2 separate regions of the Gossypium hirsutum genome follow, and region 1 is linked to region 2. Evidence: chromatin contacts called from public Hi-C data. All regions are on one chromosome and are shown on one strand. Each heading gives the region's core, a stretch centred on a gene start, on an enhancer-like site or on the middle of the called end of the contact. The rest is flanking DNA. Distances are from core to core; before and after follow the strand shown. Region 1 holds the start of LOC107894493 (putative UDP-glucuronate:xylan alpha-glucuronosyltransferase 4). Region 2 has its middle 23 kb from the start of LOC107893592.

Evidence for each region. A called contact is a pair of places that touch in the nucleus more often than the background predicts.
Region 1: a contact with region 2 is called in a Hi-C map of leaf, with 1.8 times the contacts expected there. The contact joins the promoter of LOC107894493 here to the enhancer-like site in region 2. A contact is called at or near these places in 4 of 34 Hi-C or Micro-C datasets (hypocotyl and leaf).

What each region holds. Positions count from the first base shown.
Region 1 is chrA13:75,878,971-75,882,292 of Gossypium_hirsutum_v2.1, reverse strand. LOC107894493 (putative UDP-glucuronate:xylan alpha-glucuronosyltransferase 4) reads right to left here and starts at 2,004. Exons shown (of 2, transcript XM_016819763.2): 1 at 1,176-2,004. The coding sequence starts at 1,896.
Region 2 is chrA13:75,801,625-75,804,717 of Gossypium_hirsutum_v2.1, reverse strand. It overlaps the pseudogene LOC107893590. Among protein-coding and RNA genes, the nearest start is that of LOC107893592, 23 kb to the right of the region's middle. Within about 2 kb of position 1,422, at least 8 of the 9 cell types and tissues checked have an H3K27ac peak or open chromatin away from gene starts, as enhancers often do. A contact at or near this core is called in hypocotyl and leaf, where this site is marked.

The sequences.
Region 1 (3,322 bases), core at 755-3,254, 77 kb before region 2:
AGTTTTACTCGAGGCCCGACCAGTTTTCTAAACGGGGCCTTGTTTTTTTGCCCCAACGCATATTTTGAACCTATATTTTTACCCAAACTCTCTCATTTTTTAGGAGGGCCTTCGGGCTGGGCCAGGTGGCCGGGACCATACACACCTCTAGCCCGCATCAAAGTAAAAAAAAATCCATCCACTTTCCAAAAAAAACTCCAATCAAAGTGAATTTACTCGAAATCTATCGAGTGATTCAAATTTTGCCACTTAAACTTTTTTTTCCATAAAAAAACCTTAAACTTCAAAATGTCATTTTTTGATTACAATATATATAATTTTTATTGCTAATAATTATTTATAAATTTTTACAAATATATTTTTATATTATTTATTTTTTACATTATTATTTTTTAATAAAATTTTGAACTCCTGAAATTCCAGAAACTTAAAATTTTCCAGGATGATTATTTATCTAGAAAATCTAATTACAATTACTAATATTTTGAACTGAAAAAATTAATGTTGGAATTTGTTGAATGATCAAATTTATGCAAATATATATATATTTGTGTGTTGGTTACATTAATTAATTTACAAGGAAGGAAACTTAAACCCATTAATTTATGAGTTTATTTACCAAATGCTTAAATAAATTAATTATCATTTTATTAAAAAAATATATTTAATGCATTAATTTTACTGAATTAAAAAAAAATGCACTACATTTTCTTTAAAAAAATAGTTATTATCATTTCCTTCTAGAATTGCCACTCTTAAACAAAAATTCAAAATTTTCAATAAAAAACAGTAATTTGAAATTTATAGTTTTGATTGATATAAGCATTATTGTTAATGTAGGTAGATGTAAGCGCTGAAACGCATTATTTTTTATTTATGAATTAAGGAGGCACTATAAGTAATTTTTATAATTAGATTATTAAAAAAAATCTACTTACCAGTAATGTCATGAATACCTTCCAAAAAAAAAAGAGAAAAGAAAAGAGTTTGTGTGTTTATTTTTGTAAAACTTGTAAGCCTCCCTCCAAATCATTGAATTAAATTATTCAAAATTTAAACATTATTTTGTTTCAGGCCCTCTCAAGAAGTGTATGTGAAAATCAGACCGGACTGAATTGAAAATATTGGAAAATTTCAAAAGTTGAAAAAGGGAAAAGAAAAAAACAGTAAAATACCAGTTTCACCGTATGGCTGTGCAAGTTGGCAGGAGCCTGGAGGCATAAGCATGGTTTGTTTAAGCCTCCTTAGCTCAGGCTTATACACCCTATGATCCTCCACTTTCCTCAACAGATCTTCGCATCTGAATATCTCCTGCATCGGCCCACAGCTCCCCACAAAGACTGCGTACACCGCCCGTTTTACCTCCGGCGTCACCCACCCACTCTCTACCAATATATTCGCCACCACCAAATTCACTTGAAGCATAAACACATCCCTCATCCCGCTTTTCCCGCTCCACCCTTTGCAAGGCAGCTTCGCCACCACCACGTCCAGATCCTGGTACTTCTCCAGGGCTGGCATCGGAATCTCCGGACAATTCTGCTGGTTTTCATCGATCCGGAAGGGGAAAAAATCCTCCCATTTTCTCTTCTTGGAAACACGATCGAAGCGAACGTGGACGGTGCTAACAACTGAACCGGGTAGCTGATATTGGATTTCTTCATTGGAATTGATATTAACTAAACCGATTTTAATCTCCTTCTTACTATTAATCTCTTCTTGAAGAAGATCGAGGTTTCTGAAGCGTTGGTTGGAGGGAGGCGGATTGTGTTTAAAAGCATCGATGATGTTGTAATTTGATCTGGAAAATAAAACGAAAATGATCAAGGATAAAGAGAGAAGTGTTATTGAGAGAGTGAAGGATTTTTGGTTGCAATGGAAGGATTTGGAAGCCATTTTTGGAGTATTGATTCAATTTCTTAGAACGTTGAATGGGAAGAACCGAAGAAGAGAGTTTGAAGGGAAATATAACACGTGCATGGTTGTATTTACGTGGCTGTTCATTTTTATTTAAAACCTTACCTGCTTTCTCATTTTTACTTACTTTGGAAATATTTTTATGGTTTATAAATTTGTTGCCAAATACATTCATGCCATTTTTGTCCGTTTAGATTTTGGGGATTTTACGAATTTAGTTTTATGTTTCCACGTTTTTATTCATCATTTCATTGTAATTGCATTTAAATTTATTTACGATTTTATTTTTATCAGCTGTAGTTAAAGCCACATTCTTCTCCCATTCTCAAAATGGAGAATTTAAATTTTACTATTATTTATATATATTTTCTACTTCCCATCATTTTTTATTTGATTTAACATGTCTACACTACATAATAAAACTCTCTTTTAACACCTCTTATTATACACATTTATTATTTCATTTGTTTGTACAACACAAATTAATTGAATTAAAATATAAATTATTAGGGTAGTAATTATATTATCTTGTAATTACAAAAAAAAATTATAATTTTAATTAATAGAGTATAGTTACATCATAATTCCACATATCATGTTTGATAGTACGAAATTATAATTACATCATTTATATTTTTGAAAATTTATCAATACAATAATTTTTTTTAAACAAGTAACAATAATCAAAACCAAATCATTATATAAAATATATTAATCCAATAAAGTAGTTTTTAATCATCATATAAAATAAACATTTCTTTTTATTTTTTTATATATTATAAAAACAATATTATTAATTTTCTCTTAATTCTAAACTTTAAAAAATATATAAATACATAAATAATTTAATATATATATAAATAAAAATATGGTTTTTCACAATGGAGCACAATGATCCGGTGTATAGTTGGCAATGGAGTTCCAGAAATAGCAGCTGAAGTAGTAAAAATGGCAACTCCTTTGAAAGGTTGTTGACACTGTCTTTGATGTGATAAGGTTTTTGACTAAAAAACGCGATGGGGTGGTCATCTTGAGATAGAACGGCGCCAATGCCTATACCCGACGCATCCGTTTCCAAAGTGAAGGGCTTAGAAAAATACGGAAGCTGGAGTACGGGGGCTGAGGCCAACAATTTTTGCAATTTGGAGAAAGCCAAGCCTGCTGCAGATGTCCAAACAAAAGCATCCTTTTTAACTAGATCCGTCAATAGGCCCGCTATGGTTGCATAATGTTGGATAAAACGTCGGTAATATCTAGCCAGACCCAAGAAAGCGCGCACGTATTTAACTATTGTGGGAGTGGGCCAGCTGACAATTACTTTAATTTTGTCTGGGTTGACCACAACACCCTAGGCTGAAATAATATGGCCCAAGTAGTGTTTTGTCCAAATAAGCATTTGGACTGT
Region 2 (3,093 bases), core at 173-2,672:
TACCTTTTCATGATTCAACTTCACTACTTTAATTTTCTCAGCAACCAATCAAACAGCCAAGAACCATAACACAACAAATCTAATGGGCTAATTACTATGGAATCAGCAATTCCATTTTATCAGCAGCTAGCACATTGGAAAACAAGTAAGATTTTTCTTTATTCTTCATCAACTTGAGCAGCAGTCAATCTTCTTAATAAACCATATTTTGAAAAGAAAAGAAAAGTTCAAAATTTGTGTTTGATCTTATTTTTTCCCAACTTTCCCAGCAAAGTCATGGGGTACTTAAAATTTAATGAAAGGTTCCGTTTTAAAACAAACCCAGAGAATATATACAAACAAGATTCATGATATACTTCCATCTTCTTCATTTTTTTCTGTCAAACTTCCTCAGCTACCAAACAAGGAACCCAGAAAAAGGAAGTTGGTATTACCTGAGAAAACGAATACATGAGACTAGTACTGAGTGATCTCGGAGCAGACCAAGAATGGATGACTTCTATCGCTTCTTGCTTTGGGTCTGCCATGGATACTTGTTGGATATGGGAAAAAAAAGGCAATTCAGAGGAAAAACTGTGTAAATAGATGCTTCAGCTACGAATCTGATCTATTAACTTTCAACGAATTGATACATATTTTTAAAATTAATTTTTTATTTAATAAATTATGTTCTTTCGTTTTTTTAACTAATATTTCAATTATATATATTATTATAAATAAGAAAACACTATATTTGAGTAAATAATTGAAAAAAAGAAGTTGAAAGTTAAAAGAATGGGAAATGATATATATTTATTTTGTTTGCTAGCTAAAATTAATAAAGGAATGGAACGTTAAAAATATTTTATTACTTTTATTTGGTGAAGCTTTCAAAAGTAAAAAAAAATGCTTTTTTTAACTAACTTAAAAAAATTGATTAATTATGAAAATAAATCTTTGTAAAAGAACGATTCGTTTTTTTTACCGTGCACACTGATGTTACCGTACCCATTGGAGGCACCACCCCTAATAATAAAAATATGCTTTTTTTTAACTAACTTAAAAAATTGATTAACTATGAAAATGAATCTTTGAACAAGAACAATTTGTTTTTTACCGTGCACACTGGTGTTACCATACCCATTGTAGTTCACCAATCCACGAGACAATTCACGGCTGGCCTGTTCGCAGGTTAGTTCACACTACGCCTGTATGCTAGCCAATTAGCGTTCTTAGCCCACAAGCACTGTTTGTTGGCGGGGAGCTCACGATACACATCTTGCATTGTCAGCTCGCATGCATTCCTCACATACAGTACAACTCACATTACACAGCTCGCAAGCAACGTTCGCTGGCGGGGAGCTCGCATGCACTGCTCGCATACAATACAACTACATTACACATCTCGCTGGCGGGGAGCTTGTAGTATACAACTCACGATGCACTGCTTACCTACATAGAGCTCGTAGTTCACAGTTCACATGCATAGAGCTAGCACATCAAAGGCCCCATCTCGCACTTTGCCAATTCACAGATGTGCAAGTTGTGGCATGATTAGTCAATCTCCAACATGTACACAAAGGACTTAGTCTACTGTTAGTTTATGGGAAGCGAAAATCACGAAACCACTATAATGACAAAAAAAATCAAGGAACCACTAAGCTTAAAAATAGAAAAGATGTAAAGAACTGAATAGTATAAATAGGGAGTAAATTTCAGCACCAAGGAACAAAACTCGACAGAGAACACAATAGAATAGAATAGAACGAACACATGCAAAATTCGAGAGCAGAAAAATCAAAACACAAGAATGAGAGCATTGAGGCCAAGAACGGTGCAATGAGTTTTTGAGGAAGCAACGTGAGCTAGCTGCAGAAAACCACCGACGTTCAGCTAATCATCGAGTTATTCGAGTCAACTCGAATTTATTTTCAAATTTCAAGTTCGAATCGATTTTAATTTTCAAATTTAAATAACTTGAATAATTCGAATAAATTGAATATCAAACTATAATATTTTACATTTACTTCACCCCAATATATTTTAAACTATAATATTTTACATTTACTTCACCCCAATATATTTTCCCCCCATTTACTTCCCCTCTTCCCCCCAAATTTTACTCCCCTAACCCTCAAAACTTTTTATTTTCCTCCTAAACTTTTTATTTTCCTCCTAAACTTTTACTTTTAACCTTCACCCCTAAATAAAAAAATCATCCAAAAAAATTTCCTAAACCTAAATAGTAATAATTTTATTTATATCTATTATTTATATTATTAAATTAAATTTTACATTTTTTACTATTTAATATGTTTTTTAATTTCAAAATACACAAGTGACAAAAATCAGAAGATAATTGAATCAACTAAGTCAGCAAAGAAGCTAACTCGTATATAAAATATTAATAAATGAATTATGATAAGATGAAAGTTAATAACAAATTTGATTACGGTGAATGACAGTGGTTATAAGCATAATTTTTTTTTAATTTAACTCAAACAAATATATTCGATTCGATTTGATTCGAATTCCATCTCATTCGACTCGATTCGAGAAAATTTCAAATCGAGTTAGGATGATAAAATAGGATTTTTCAACTCGATTAACTCAAAGTTTTTTCATTCGATTCGATTCGATCAAACGCTCACCCCTAGCTAGAATATTTATGCATCCTTAGTATGAAATTATCGATGTTTTGCTAATAATGTTTTGTGGAATTGATTGTTTATTCATTCGAGTGGTTTTCACATTTAACACTTGCTTAAGCGTAGCTAATATTAGAAGGCAATTGAATTAATTATTACATTTAAGAATATGGTAATTAATAGACATACAACTCGAAAGGTGCATCTTTAGTTCTTCTACTAATTAAATTTGTAGCAGTATAGAAATATAATGTTACCTTGCATAATTCTTAGGAACAACGTCTGAAAATGTGATCTTGAGGATAACTTGGCATGGACATATGTTAAGGTGATTAAAAGATTTAACGTAGTGACTTCAAGAGAAGCTTACATCCAATGGATTTTGGATTAGTAAACTGCCATATCACCACAACATTTTACATCATTGCTTTCGATGATTGCATATTAAGGGGAAATAAATTTTCTA